4 separate regions of the Sus scrofa genome follow, and all the other regions are linked to region 1. The links are chromatin contacts, called in public HiChIP or PLAC-seq maps. All regions are on one chromosome and are shown on one strand. The core of a region is the stretch at or near the end of the contact, and the rest is flanking DNA. Distances in the headings are between cores, read along the strand shown. Region 1 holds the start of RNF7 (ring finger protein 7). Region 2 overlaps TFDP2 (transcription factor Dp-2). Region 3 overlaps ATP1B3 (sodium/potassium-transporting ATPase subunit beta-3). Region 4 overlaps ATP1B3 (sodium/potassium-transporting ATPase subunit beta-3).

Evidence for each region. HiChIP or PLAC-seq counts read pairs in DNA pulled down with a chosen protein or histone mark.
Region 2: a contact with region 1 is called in an H3K27ac HiChIP or PLAC-seq map of alveolar macrophages. The contact joins the enhancer-like site here to the promoter of RNF7 in region 1. A contact is called at or near these places in 1 of 5 promoter capture datasets (liver), 8 of 47 Hi-C or Micro-C datasets (alveolar macrophages, embryonic fibroblasts, epiblast stem cells and 4 more) and 2 of 2 datasets of contacts at active chromatin or transcription factors (alveolar macrophages and skeletal muscle).
Region 3: a contact with region 1 is called in an H3K27ac HiChIP or PLAC-seq map of alveolar macrophages, with 6 times the contacts expected there. The contact joins the enhancer-like site here to the promoter of RNF7 in region 1. A contact is called at or near these places in 2 of 5 promoter capture datasets (fetal liver and liver), 17 of 47 Hi-C or Micro-C datasets (alveolar macrophages, brain, embryonic fibroblasts and 9 more) and 2 of 2 datasets of contacts at active chromatin or transcription factors (alveolar macrophages and skeletal muscle).
Region 4: an H3K27ac HiChIP or PLAC-seq map of alveolar macrophages shows a contact between it and region 1. The contact joins the enhancer-like site here to the promoter of RNF7 in region 1. A contact is called at or near these places in 9 of 47 Hi-C or Micro-C datasets (brain, embryonic fibroblasts, fetal heart ventricle and 4 more) and 2 of 2 datasets of contacts at active chromatin or transcription factors (alveolar macrophages and skeletal muscle).

What each region holds. Positions count from the first base shown.
Region 1 is chr13:82,546,564-82,550,191 of Sscrofa11.1, forward strand. RNF7 (ring finger protein 7) reads left to right here and starts at 1,912. Exons shown (of 3, transcript NM_001245011.1): 1 at 1,912-2,231. The coding sequence starts at 2,057. It overlaps LOC102160777 (a long non-coding RNA gene), which reads right to left and starts at 1,877. Exons shown (of 3, transcript XR_001300354.2): 1 at 1,678-1,877.
Region 2 is chr13:82,749,129-82,752,756 of Sscrofa11.1, forward strand. It overlaps TFDP2 (transcription factor Dp-2), which reads right to left. Exons shown (of 11, transcript XM_021069559.1): 11 at 3,318-3,628. Among named protein-coding and RNA genes, the nearest start is that of ATP1B3, 71 kb to the left of the region's middle. Within about 2 kb of position 1,618, at least 7 of the 83 cell types and tissues checked have an H3K27ac peak or open chromatin away from gene starts, as enhancers often do. A contact at or near this core is called in alveolar macrophages and retroperitoneal adipose tissue, where this site is marked.
Region 3 is chr13:82,716,069-82,719,696 of Sscrofa11.1, forward strand. ATP1B3 (sodium/potassium-transporting ATPase subunit beta-3) reads left to right here. Exons shown (of 7, transcript XM_013982100.2): 5 at 340-390. Among named protein-coding and RNA genes, the nearest start is that of ATP1B3, 37 kb to the left of the region's middle. Within about 2 kb of position 1,838, at least 5 of the 83 cell types and tissues checked have an H3K27ac peak or open chromatin away from gene starts, as enhancers often do. A contact at or near this core is called in alveolar macrophages, retroperitoneal adipose tissue and subcutaneous adipose tissue, where this site is marked.
Region 4 is chr13:82,689,474-82,693,101 of Sscrofa11.1, forward strand. The region is part of intron 1 of ATP1B3 (sodium/potassium-transporting ATPase subunit beta-3); the gene reads left to right. Among named protein-coding and RNA genes, the nearest start is that of ATP1B3, 11 kb to the left of the region's middle. Within about 2 kb of position 1,723, at least 1 of the 83 cell types and tissues checked has an H3K27ac peak or open chromatin away from gene starts, as enhancers often do. A contact at or near this core is called in alveolar macrophages, where this site is marked.

The DNA.
Region 1 (3,628 bases), core at 662-3,161:
TTAGATTGAATGGGGAGGCCAGACAAGAAGTCAGGACACAATAAGCCAGGAACAGAGTGAAGAGGTTCAGATGAGGCATAAGCATGTACCATTCCTTGTCCCCTTCTTTTTTGGCCACACCCAGGGCATGCAGAAGGGACAGGGATTGAACATACTACAGCTGTAACCTGAGCCAGAGCAGTGACAATGCCAGGTCCTTAACCCACTGAGCCATGAGAGGGAACTCCTACCATTTCTCATTCTTAATCATCCTCTAGCCTTTCATCTGAGTTCCCTCCTTTTCTCTTTCAAACTGCCCAGTTCCCCCCAACTGGGGGCATTTTATCCTCATCTGGTTCTAGCCTTCTTTTTTAAATTAACTATCTGGCATTTATAGCATCTCTAGTCAGATGTGTGGTAGCTTAATGTGAGTAAAATGTGTGTCCTTTATGGTTCATCTGGGTTTGTTTACAGGCATTTTTGTCTGGCTCATAAACTTAGTGGGGTCAACTTTACATCTGCCACCACTACTACTGCTCTGTTCAACCTGACAGCCTTGCAGAGGTTTGCTTTCTCCACCCACTTCCGGGCCTCCGATGCCTCCCATCTTCCCCCAGTTCAAACGTCACCTCTTCCATCAGCATCTAGCCAAATGTGACCCAAATGTATCCACATTTATATTTTCACACATATATGCTTCCTTGCCTCCTCCGCCAGATTTCTGGAGCTTCTAGCCCCCATCCAGACATCAGGAGAGGAGGGGATGAGGCCCAGTAGGAAAAGGTGGGAGGCTCTGAATTCCAAACCCGACACAGCAGGTGTCCACCACTAGGTGGTAGTGGTGATCAGGCATCTTCGTGGGCTCTCCATACCACAGCTTTCTTATTTAAATAGAGATGTTATCTGCTTTGCTTGGGAAAACATAATAATATGACCCCGGGCTAGATGCAGAAGAACCCTGGATTCAAAACAGTTACCTTTAGGGAATAATGGTGTGTCTTTATCTTATTTTTCTGGACCTCAACATTCCTATCAATAAAAGGAGGATGTTGGACTAGATAGAGGTTCTCAGAGTGTGGTCCCCGGGGGTTCCTGGGATCCTTTCAGGGGAAACAAGGTCAAAAGTATTTGCATAACAATATTCACCGCTATTTCTCTTCACTTTCTCCTGTGAGTATACAGTGGAGTTTTATAAAAGCTACAAGATATGTGATATCCTTGTTCTAATGATTACTTGTAATGGGTTTATTGCTTTTCCTTGCGGGGGCGGGGGGTGGGGGCACACCTGTGGCATATGGAAGTTCCCAGGCTAGGGGCTGAATCGGATACAGCTACCAGCCTACACCACAGCTCACAACAACACCGATCCACTGAGCAAGGCCAGGGATTGAACCTGCATTCTCATGTATACTAGATACTAGTCGGGTTCCTCATCGCTTAACCACAACAGGAACTCCTATGGTTATTTTTTAAGTGAATACATTAAAATTTTTTTCGTATTTCTTAAAAAAAAAGTGTGTGTTTGTGTGTACACATATTTTACAAACCGAAAGTTCTTTAATGTTCCAGTGATTCTTAAGTGTAAAGGGGTGCCAAGACCAAAAAGTTTGAGAACGGCTGAACCAGATTTCTAAAAGATAGTCATTCATTCACTCAACAAATAACTACCCCTCCTGAGGCCAGGCATTTTTCACATACCCAGGAGAAGGTGGTGATCAAGTCACGTCCTCGCTCCGATGGCGTTTTCATTTAGGAAGGGAGTACATCAATATGACAACTTGTGAGAGCCAGAAGGGTCACGAAGGCATAAAGCAGAACACCTGCTTCCTGCACCGGCAACCCTCCTGAGCGCGGCGCCCATTCTTGGCCAAAGAGTCGGAGCGGGCCGGGCCCAGGGCGCGGGGGCGGTGACGTCACTGGGACGCGCCAGCCAGTCTCGGGCGGCCTCCGTCGTAGGCCCCACGGTGGCCCGCAGCCTGCGGGCGGCGCTGTGGCCCGGCGAGGGGCCCCAGGGAGCCGCCATAGTCGCCCGCCTTCCGCAACCTAACGTCTCCGCCGCCGGCTTCGCGCCGCCGCCATGGCAGACGTGGAAGACGGCGAGGAGCCCTGCGCCCTGTCCTCTCACTCCGGTAGCTCAGGAACCAAGTCGGGAGGCGACAAGATGTTCTCTCTGAAGAAGTGGAACGCGGTGGCCATGTGGAGCTGGGACGTGGAGTGCGATACGTGCGCCATCTGCAGGGTCCAGGTGATGGGTAAGCGCTGCACTCGAGACCCTGGCTGTGCTGCGGCCTCCGCGGGCCCAGCTCCGGCCCGTGGGACACACCGAGCCTCGGAGAGACTGTTCCTGGAGGTATAGGGGCGGGGTCGCCCTGCCTGGGAGCGAAAGACTGGGGCCACGCCCGTGCTGCTGCTAGTCGGAGGGCTGCGGCCGGCGACGGGGACTGGTAGTCTGGGGAACGAAACAGGTGGAAAGCAGGGCAGTTAAAAAGGTAATTTCAGGTAGTGATGGGTGTGGTCAAGACAATAAAAGTAGGTGAGTTGATGGGAGCTGCGAGGCACCACTTTGGTTTGTGGGCCCAACCTCGCCACCCTTTTCTAAAAGCAAACTGTAGAGGTCACGGTCAAGGCCCTGAGTCAGCGGGTCGTTTTAATGCTTCTTTTCACACACCAGAGTGATGCTCTGGAGTCATCTTCCACAGTAATGACTCTTAGTCTTGTTCCGGAGAGGCGCAGGAAAGAAGTGTCCCTAGCTGTTGCCTTTCGGGATTAGCTACTGTTCTGCTGGCTTTAAAACTTGGATGATTCAAGACTGGTCAGATGGCAGTAGCTTGTCTTGAAGAAGAATGTTAAGCCCTTTATTCAGAAACATAAATTTTAATCTCATTCCTGGCCCTACGCTATCAAAGGATGCCATTTCCTGGAGAAGACAGTGTCCTGATAGGCCTTTGTGGAGAATTTTCTTTTACAAATAAGTCACTTCTTTCTATAAATTTTTTTAAAAATATTGGACCAAGTGAAACCTTTCGGGACAGCTTCATCCTGTTATATTTTATATGGTTTCTGTTCTAAGATCTCAGAACACCTTGAAAAAGAGATGCTGTTTAAATGCATCCTTATTTTTTTTAATAGGGCATTTAAAATCACTGTGAGAGCATCTTAAATGAAACCGAGGTTTCTATAGTTTGAAAGCTTTTACATCTTAAACCGAAAAATCAGAGTTTTGGAGAAAATAACTCAAAAATTGCTCTCAAATCAACTATAAGGAGTTCCCTTCGTGGCGCAGCAGAAATGAATCCGACTAGGAACCAAATCAACTATAAAAGAAAAAATAAAATCTAAAAAAAAAAAAAAAATCACTCTCCCTTCTTGAGGAATGAAAATTCAGAACTGCCAGAATCAAGAGGTTTCTTCATTTACCCTCTCTGTAGTATGTTTTCTTGTTTTTTATTCATAAAATAAGGACTCATTTTAAAAGCAGATTTACAACAATGAGATATCATATATTTATTTTTTTACTTTTAAAAGAATTTTATTTCAGACATGATCCACGTGTTTTGCATATTAGGTTTTAAAAATACCTTGTTTATTGGCCTGCAATACAGCCCCCTTACCCTACTCCTTACTTAAAAACTGAAATCATAATTTCTGC
Region 2 (3,628 bases), core at 368-2,867, 200 kb after region 1:
CACCACAGCCACGGCAACGCAGGATCCTTAACCCACTAGGCAAGGCCCGAAACCTCATGGTTCCCAGTCGGATTCATTAACCACTAAGCCACGATGGGAACTCCTCCTTACATGCCTTTAATCCAACTTTCAAGGGTAGCCACTGGGCTCAAGTTTTGGTTTTCGTTTGTGTGTGTATGTGTGTGTGGGTGTGGGGGTGTGTGTGTGTGTGTGTGTGTGTCTTTTTGCCTTTCCTAGGGCTGCTTCCTTGGCATATGGAGGTTCCCAGGCTACAGGTCTAATTGGAGCTGTAGCCACCGGCTTACACTGCAGCCACAGCAACACAGGATCTGAGCCGCGTCTGCAACCTACACCACAGCTTACGGCAATGCCAGATCCTTGGTTTTGGTTCTTAAAAATAATTTCCACAAGTGTTTTTTTGGGGCTGTGCCCATGACATGTAGAAGTTACTGGGCCAGGGATCAAACCCAAGGCACAGCAGTGACCTGAGTCCCTGCAGTGAGAAGGCCAGATCCTTAATCTGCTGCACCGCAAGGGAACTCCTCCACCAGTTTTGTTTTTTAATTTTTTTATAACCACACCTACAGCATGTGGAAGTTCCCAGGCTAGGGGTCCCATTGGAGCTGCAGCTTCAGTCTACACCACAGCCATGGCATAGATCTGAGCCACATCTGTGACCTACACAGCTAGTGGCAACACTGGATCCTTAACCCACTGAAGCCAGGGATCAAACCCACATCCTCGCAGACACTATATGAGGGTCTTAACCTGCCAAGCCAAAACAGGAACTCTCTCCACAAGTATTTTTGAAATATTCTTGTTCCCATCTTTAACTGTTAATAGTGATTGATAAACCAAATCTTGATAAAACTTGAGGCAATGGTTCCTATTTTTTTTTTATTTTATTTTATTTTGTCTTTTTGCCTTTTTTAGGGCCGCTTCCCGCAACATATGGAGGTTCCCAGGCTAGGGGTCCAGTCGGAGCTGTAGCCGCTGACCTATGCCAGAGCCACAGCAACGCAGGATCCGAGCCGCTTCTGCAACCCACACCACAGCTCACGGCAATGCTGGATCCTTAACCCACTGAGCAAGGCCAGGGATCGAACCTGCAACCTCATGGTTCCTAGTCGGATTTGTTAACCGCTGCGCCATGACGGGAACTCCAGTGGTTCTTTTAGATGATGGCAGGGTGGCAGCAGCTCTGCATGCAGAAGTACCCACTGCTGCTCCAGTGGCAAGAAGGCCTGGTCTGCACCCCAGTGACCATCAACAAGGCAGGCAGCACCTAAATGCTCTAAAAACACCTTCTGTGAAAGCACTATTGTATTCAGGTTGAAGATCCAATACAAGCCTTTGTTTACCAGAGATCCCAAAAAAAGTATTTATTAGCAGAATCTGAAAATCAATCCTGTGGAGATGGTCCCTTGTTTAGGACCATCATTTTCAGGCTTTAATGCACACTCTTCTCAGGATTTCTAATTGAATTCTGGCTCTGGGGGCACGTCCAAGTGCTAGGGCATGAAAACAAAGCTCCTGACCTCAGTACAGTGGGCGATATTGTACTTGAAGCCCTTGAGCAAGGCAGAAGACAAGCAAGCAAGGAGGAAGTGGTTGGTGATAGTTGCTGTGCCCCAGCAGAAAAATGCCAGAAAGTGACTGGCATGAAAGTGAAAGAGCAGTTATGACAAATTGTACTTTGCATTCAATGGGATTGGTTTCACCCACCCTGACACAAGCCTTCCTTTAAACCACAGAGATTTCCTGAAAACAAGTTTCAGCAAGAAGCTGGAAAGCCCTCTCAGGAAGAAAGTTGGGCTGGTGGTGAGCAGTGAGCTCCTGCGCACATGGCAACTGTCCACAGAAAGAACACACAGAGCCCTCTTCCCAGGCAACAAAGCGGGGAACGTTGGAGGTGTCTGGGCTTAAGCAGGGAGAGGAGCCTGTGCTCAGATAAACAAGACAGAACTGGAAAAGTGTGGAACAGCAGAAGCAATGCATCCGCCAGAAAGAATGGAGTAGGAACCGGAAAAAGGCAGGTTGAGTTTCGTCTTCTGGATACGTCTCTCCTGGTCGAAGCCGTCTTCTCCCAAGAGGCAAAGAGCCTTGTTACCAGAGTGGAGCCCAGCTCATCATGAAGCTGTGTTTAAGTAAACAACTCCTTGGGCTCTGCTGATATCTTCCCCCTGCTCAGCAGTGTGGCCAGTAGCTATGTTAATGGCCACCAGCCGTCCTCAACACGCTCATGTGGCCACAAGAGTGAAGGCACTTTCTCACGGCCAAATGGCCCTAAGAAATACCGAATTCCCATTGTGACTCTGCGGATTAAGAACCTGACATAGTGTCCGTGGGGAGGCAGGTTCAGTCCCCGGCCTTGCTCAGTGGGTTAATGATCCAGCGTTGCTGTGAGCCGCAGTGTAGGTTGCAGACACGGCTTGGATCTGGTGTTGCTGTGGCCCTGGCGTAGGCCGGCGGCTGCAGCTCCAATTAGACCCCCTAGCCTGGGAACGTCCGTATGCCACGGGTATAGCCTTAAAAAAAAAAAAGTAGCTACAGTAGGACAGAAGAAGCAGAGAAGACATGATAGCAGTTCAAGCTCACCACCCCAGGAAGTCCTTGGGGTAAGAGCTGGGCACTGGCTCCCCACTCCAACATTCAATCATTTCCTTAACCAGGTCCTAGAGTTTAAGACGTGGCCCCATTCTGTGATCCCCAGCAGCTTCAAACCCTCCTCTGTCCACATGCCTGCCAAGCACCCAGCTCAGACTACATGTTATGACAGCCTTAACCAGGGCCCCTTCCTCTCCCCAAGATGTTTGAGCAGAAGAGGAGGGTGGGGGGCTCCTGAGGCCTGGGAGCACTCTACTCATCATTGTAGCTGTTCCCTCTGATGCTGGTTTGGTTAAAGGGAAGAGACACGTTTTCCCTAAAAAACTATTCAATTCAGTCATTTCTACATTGCTGTAAAGTGACCTTATAAAGGTCTCTAACAGAAAACCTTTAACCATCTGACACATTTCCATCCCAGGTGAGACGTGGAACATGACCTATGAGTAGAGCAGGGTGAGGACACAGTTGCCAGAGGAACCATCCAATGCCATGGGGCACCTGAAGCTGAGAAGGCCCTTCAGATACCCTGAGTTGGGGCAAAGAGGCTGGGCTTCTCTACCATCTCCCTGTTTGCATGTGGTGTGACCTCAGTGAGGAAGCTCCCTCTTGAGGGCAGTTCCTGTGGGAAGGGCACGGCTGGGGCAGGGGCTGGGCAGGGCACCACAATATCCACTAACCCTTCCGTCAGCCTGCTAATGATGAGACTACTATTTTTTTTAATTATTTATTTTTTCTATATAGTACATCTCATTCAAATCATAGAACAGTCTGATAACATTTTTTCCTCAAGTACAATTTCAAATGCTTATTCTTTCCTTCTTTTAATCTTACGTGATGGACAAAGGTACAACACTAATGGGCAAAAACCATCACTCAGTTTATTAAAAATACAGCTTCCCAGGCCCAACCCTCAGAGCTTTAGAGTGAGCCGCTGTGGTGGGTCCTAGGGATGGAAAATTTAGAAACTCTCCCTCCCCCCCGTCATTTATGCCGTGGGTGGTCCTTGAACCATCCTTACCAG
Region 3 (3,628 bases), core at 588-3,087, 170 kb after region 1:
TTACTTTGCTTTAATGATGTGTTCGTGTAAATAATATAAAAGTTTCTTTTTGTTTGTTTTAAGGGTAGCAAAGCACAGTGCTGTGTTTTGGTCAATTCTTTGATAACTGATTTATTGTCTAAATTGTCCCAGTACTATAATAAGTAATTGGTAAGATTACTATATTGAAAAGTCTGTTCTAATCCTCTAAAATAAAATTAAAGGCAGATGTTAACAGGATTTTAATACAATATTAGTGTTCATCTCAACCCTTCCACCCCTTTTCCCCAGCAACAAAGAAGGAGAGTTCTGTTGTTTACATTTGTTATGTTTCAATTAATCAGTATTTCTTTGTCTTAGATAATTGGATTAAAGCCTCAAGGAGAACCAAGGATAGAATGTATTTCGAAGGTTAGTATTCAGAAAATGCTTGTTAAATATTTTTGTCAAAGCTTTAGTGTATCTTAAAAGTCTGAGTTGAGTCATTTCTTTTCCCCCATCACATTTTTAAAGTCCGTTGTAGTGCTGTTCTTAAAAGAATAAAATTCCACCATCCTTGGGAGGTATAGCCCTTGTCTGTTTGCCAATGATAATTCAAAAAGACTTGTTTTCTATGTGCGTTTGATTTCACGTTCTCTGCCTTTATATTTACATATACCATATTTTGTTGATTCTAGATTCACTTTTTAGCTTAATAACACTGAAATTAGGATTGGACTTATAGTTGATAAGTATCTTAATAGTGTGTTGAGTTATTTTCCTCTACATAAATTGGTGTATGTCAGTGGCATCTGAGATTTAATGAAACATGATACTTTTCCTTAAGGTAGAGGCATTATTTTGTTCTATCTTTACCTTTTTTCCAGAGTGTTGTGCAGTTTTCATTTTATGATTTCTGTTGTTTTCTCTCCATGCTGCAAAGAGCAACTAAGACAAATAAGTAAATAATGGGTAAGAGTTCTCAGGAGAAACTGTTAAATTCTAAATTTAATTTTATCATTGTATAGAATATTAGCATTCCAGCACCAGTTATATGTCAGAAGTATCTTACTTGAAATGTTACATTGGAATTGCTTCTGAAGTTGTTGATGAAGGGAAACTGTTAATTCCTTTTAACCATGAATGGCTTTCTTATTGGGGCAGAGTGGAGTGGAGTGGTTTTCAAATCTGATCATACTTCAGATTCACTTGGAGGGTTTGTTGGTTCCCTGTTTCTGACCTAGTAGGTCTGGGGTTAGGCCCCCAAGTTTGCACTTCTGCCTATGAAGTTTCCTGGTGACACTTTGAGAACTTCTGCTTTAGAGTATCCTTTTTTTTTTTTTTTTTTTTTTTTTTTTTTTTGAGTATTTATTCACTCTTTAGAGTAGACTAAAAAGCCAGGAAGTTGGTTGTTTCTCATCTGGGTTGAAGTGTGCCTGTGTAACCATAGGCAACTCACTTTAGCTCCTTACGCCTTAATCAGCTCAGCAGGAAACTTAGATAAAAATTTCACTTAAAACCAGATGCTGCATCTAAACTTGAGTTTTTCTTGATATACAAATCCTTCTAAAAATCTAGTGAGCATCTACTGTCATCTCTTAAGATAGAAGAAAACATTACAGCTGCAAGACAGATTTAGAAAATGTGTTGTGTAACTCTGTGATCCCCCTTGCTCACAAGTCTTTGCAGTAGAGTCTCCAAGGCTGGGTGCAAGGCCTCAGTCGGGTGGAAGTGCTGATTTTATGACAGTGTACTGTGTGCAGGAGCTTTCACCTCTGCATGTGAGCAGACCACGTAGATACACTTAGATCGGTGGGTCTGTGGAGCCAACACCACCAAGAAAGGAAAACACACACACGCACACACACACACACTTTTAGGCCAGAAGGGCCAAAGCTTTCCACTTCTTTCCTAAGGCTTTGTTTCTGTAAGCCTTTGGCCAGTGTAAACAATTCCATGTAACTCTTCCCTTGGGGTTATAAATGGATTTTTCTCCTTGTTTATCTGTTATGTATCTTTTGCTTCCAGAATAGTTGGGGGAAATGTTAGTGAAAAATTCTGGTCTAATGACTCAGATTTCAGTTTGCCGTCCCTTTTGCTTTGAAGAGTTATGCGGAAAGTACATAAAATAATCAAAGTTGATGGGGTTTTTGTTTTGTTTATTTAGTTGTGGAATATTTTTGTTTTTAGAAGAAACACACAGAATTGGAAGAAATGTTTGTAAAACTTTGCGTTTTACTTCTAGGCTAGTCTCAAAGGAGTAATCAGGTGGAATCCATACATTTTAAAGGTGTGGCTATGAACAGATGAAAACATTTACTGCTTATCTTTATGTTGCTGTTTTCCATTAGATTTGTCTATGTAAGGTGTTCTTACTGTAAATTCTTGAGTTGACTTACTTTTTATGTAATACACTTGTCTTTTGTTTTGTCTTTTGTTTGTCCTCGGCATGTTGAAGTTCCTGGACCAAGGATTGAACCCCAACCAAAGCCACTGCAGTGACAATGCTGGATCCTTAACCTGCTGCACCACAGTGGGAACTCCAACTTTAATTCAGTTTTAATTGCTTTTTACAAGTTAAGAATCCTGGAAACACTAAAATGTTGATGACAGAACATACTCTTAGAGGTGGTCTTTAATTTTATTTTTTAATTTCTTAAATTTTTTATTTTATTTTATTTTTTTTTGTCTTTTTGCCTTTTCTTGAGCCGCTCCTGCAGCATTTAGAGGTTCCCAGGCTAGGGGTCCAATCGGAGCTATAGCCACTGGCCTACACCAGAGCCATAGCAATGCGGGATCCGAGCCACGTCTGCGACCCACACCACCACTCACAGCAACGCCGGATCCTTAACCCACTGAGCAACCTCATGGTTCCTAGTCGGATTCGTTAACTACTGCGCCACGATGGGAACTCCAAGAGGCGGTCTTTAATTTTAAAGGATGGTTCCTGCAAAAGATGTAATATTCATTTTTATGTCATTAGGTGGGGTTTTTTTTTTTTTTTTTTTGTATTATCAAAATGAATTGTGTTGGAGTTCCCATTGTGGCTTAGTGGAAACAAGTCCGACTAGTAACCTTGAGGTTGTGGGTTTGATCCCTGGCCTTGCGCAGTGGGTTAAGGATTTGGTGTTGCCATGAGCTGTGATGTAAGTCACAGACTCGGCTCGGATCCTGTGTTGCTGTGACTGTGGCAAAGACTGGCACCTGTAGCTCTAATTCAGCCCCTAGTCTGGGAACCTCCACATGCAAGGGTGCAGCCCTAAAAAGCAAAAAAAAAAAAAAAAAAAAAAAGAATTGTGTTCACTTACGAAAATCTAGAAAAATGCAGAAGGAGAACAAATTGGTAAATGCTACCCAGAGATAAACACTCCTTGGGACATTTGGTGTGTATTCAAGTCATGTGCAAGTGATGACTACATATAAGAAACAGAATACATTAAGTTTAAAACTTTATTTCGTTTTCAGTGGAACACAATTACTGCTAATAGATTCTTGGACTTAGTTGCTCATAACTTGCAATATGATGCCACTCGTATACTTAGAAAACCATGACATGTAGGTTTACCCTAAAGCATCTCATCATTGTTCAGATAGATACGCATTGTATTATTGCACAATTTCTAAAAGTTTATTTTCACAGAAGGTATTAAATGTACTTTTAAGTAAAAGC
Region 4 (3,628 bases), core at 473-2,972, 140 kb after region 1:
TAGTTTTTGAAACATATACGTGGTATATTCACTTTGGACAAAGGTCTGATAGTGTCCTATAAAACTCATCCCATGACCCAGCAGTTCTAGGTGTTTGTTTATTCAAGAGAAATGAAAACATATGTCCACAAAAATATTCATGGTAGCTCCAAACTGGAAACAGCCCAGGTGTCCAGCAGCAGAATGAATAAACAAACCAATGTCCACGCAATGGAATACTACTCAGCAGTAAAATGGAATGAACTCCAGATATACAAAACATGGGTGAAACCCACAGGCTGAACAGAAAAGCTTTACTAAGGAGAACATACTATACAATTTCATTTCTGTGAACCTCTAAAACAAGCAATACTTACTATGCTAGAAAAAAGCCCAGAATGGTGTTTGCCTCTGGGGTAGTGGGCATGGGGATTGACTGGGAAGGGGCTTAAGAGAACTTTATAGGATGATGGAATAGTGATGGTAATGTTTTATATCTCGGTAACAGTTTGAATCATTAGCGGTGAATACATTTGTCAGTCCATGGTAATTGGCAATTTGTGTATTCACTGAATCTAATTTTTTTCTCTCAGTTTGAGTTAATAAGCATTTTGAAGTGTTTAGGGGTTAAGTGTCCCCACATCCACAACTTGAAATGCATTAAAAAAAATAGTGAATAGGAGCTAAATGTAGTAGACTATTCACTGTAGAATATAGGTGCGTGTTCACTTACATTTCTTTTAACCTTTTTTTTGTAATTATAAATATTCATAAATGAATGTTGGAGAAAAAGAATATTTGAATATATTCGTGTTTCTGTTGACTGCCTTCCACCAATCATGGAGTCTTTCCTACAGATAATGATTGCTTATCAGTTCTACTACTAGTCCTTTTCCAGCACATTTTATATGTAAATATGTATGTGTGTATATATATATATATGGAATATGAGGAATAGTTATAAATTTTGATTCTGATTGTTACAAATTCTGATTGTTATAAATTTCATAATTCTGCTTTTGCTGTATGTATTTTAAGCTTTATCTTTGCTCAGTACTTTTTGCTTGACTTTTTGACTTGAATTCTGGTTTGCTTAGGTAATAATGCTATATCTACATTTCATTTTGTTAGCCAAGATCTACTTTATTTTCAGCTGTTATGTGTTACAATTTTAGGTTTCATCTATAAATAGCATCTAGTGAGTTTTTTTTAAAACCCGCTTTGAGAATGTTTTTCGTTGGACTACTGTTAAATTATTCCTGCCCTGCTATTTTGGGAACCTTAATTTGTTATTAAATTAAATAAATTAAAAATTTGACTTTGTATAAAATACAGGCTAAAGTAGTGGCAATAGAAAATCATTGGCTGGCTGGTGAAGGATGTATGAGTTGCAGATGGGCACAAGGAACCTTCCACCAGAAGGTGATAGAAATGTTCTGTATCATAGTGTAATGGGTGGTTTCACAGTTTATGCAACTTAGTTATTGGGATTGTGCACTTGGAATCAATGAAAATAATTAACGTAAATTATCCCTCAGACCTGAGATAAGGAAAAAAAATTAAAATCAGCACTTACTCGTATGTTACCAGCGGGTCTTACTGATTTCTTTGCTCACCATTGCTTCATATATTTTTCATCATTGGGTTAGATTTTTCTTCTATTTTGGCTTCCCTGAAGCATAAGCAGTTCCCAGGCCAGGGATCACATCCTAGCCGCAGTTACAACATATGCCAGAGCTGTGGCAACGTGTGGTTCCTTAATCCACTGTACTGGGCCAGGGTCTGAACCTTTGACCCAGTGCTCCAGAGACACGGCTGTTGGCGCCACAGCGGGAAGTCCATATTTTCATTATTTTTTATTTTTTGGCTGCGACCACATCATGTGGAAGTTCTCAGGCCAGGGATGATGGAACCTGCGCCACAATGGTGGCCCAAGCCACTGCAGTGACAATGTCAGGTTCTTATCCTGTTGCTGCACAAGAGATCTCCTTCTTTCGCTTAATTAAAAATTTTTTGTTTTCTCCTGGCCGCTACCACCTCAGCTGCCCTCCCCAAGCTAGAAAGTTTGGCTTAAATTTTTAAAGAAAACTTAAAAAAAAATGAAAACTGTACAATTACTAGCTTTTTCTGGAATTTAGTCTCTAAGCTTTGTATTTTTTTTCAACTTAGATAACATATAAATAAGTTTTTCTTCCTTTACCACATCCCTCAATCCCTTATTCAGAGGTAACCACTATTTATGAATTTGATTTTTTAAGTTTCTGGTCCATTAGCAAATATGATATATAGTAATTTATAGAATTTTGAAATTATTTTGAGTGTTTTAAATTTGAGCATGTGGTATGTATCATTCTGAGGTTACTTTTTTTCCACTTGGAGGTTTTTTTTTGGTTGGTTGGTTGGTCTTTTTTTTTAAGGGCTGGTTGCACCAGTGGCATATAGAGGTTCCCAGGTTAGGGGTCCAATTGGAGCTGGACCTGCTGGCCTATGACACAACCACAGCAACGCCAGATCCAAGGTGCATCACCGATCCTTAGCCCACTGGGGATCACACCCAACTAGTTCCTAGTCAGATTTGTTTCCACTGCACCACGATGGGAACTCCTCTACTTGGAGTTTTTGAGGTCTACTTCATTCCTGTTTAAACTACAATTAATTTTAGTAATTGTAATTTAGTAATTACTGTAATTTTCCATCATGTATTTTATTTCTCCTTTGAGGACACTTAGGTTGTTAGCAATTTTTTTGTTATTGCTTGTCAATTTTGGGGGGTGTATAACCATTCTTACAGGTGGAATTGAGGATAGTAGATATTCTAAGTCCTGCACATCTGGCGATGTCCTTTTGTTTTCTTGGTTGGTTGATCTTTTAGTTTATAATCATTTTTCCTCAATTTGGAATATATTGTTTTATTTTTGGCAGATGAGATATCTGTCGGTCATATTTCTCTGTCCTAGGTGGAACCTCTTTTATCTTTTTAGAATCTTTAAAGACGTTTTTGCTTTATTAGTACTCTTAAGTTTTACCTGTTGCAGGGTGTCTAGTTACAGGGTGTTTTCTAGTAGTTCTCAATCTTTTCCAGTCTAGATACAAAATATCTTATTTCTTTGAGCATTCTCCACACTCTACCCTTTTCTTGCGGAATTCTTGTTAGATTGGTTGATATTCCGGTTCTCTCCCCCCATGTCTCAACAATCTCCACACACTCCCTCTCTACATTCTTGCCCAATTTTATAGAATACCTTGGTTTGATCTTTTACTTCCCTGAATTTTTCTTTGGTCTGGCCAATTCTCTAGATAATTTGTTTTTTAAACAGCTTAAGTGAGTTGTTATGGTGACACACAGTAGACTGCATGTGTTTAAAGAGTATGACTTGAGTTTTGATGTATACTCACCTATATGCATATATGTATAGTACTCATGAAACTATCACTAAAGGTAATGAAAATATTCATCACCCCCCCCCAAATACCCTCTTTCCCATTTGTAATCTTTCTCTTTCCCTACCTCTTCAGGATCTAGGGATAGATCTGCTTTTGTTTGACACTTTAGATTAGTTCGTGTTTTCTGAAACTTGAAATGCATGGACATGTAGCATGTGCTTTTTGGCATAGAGGGTGCTGAGTTCTTTCATTTAGCATAATTACC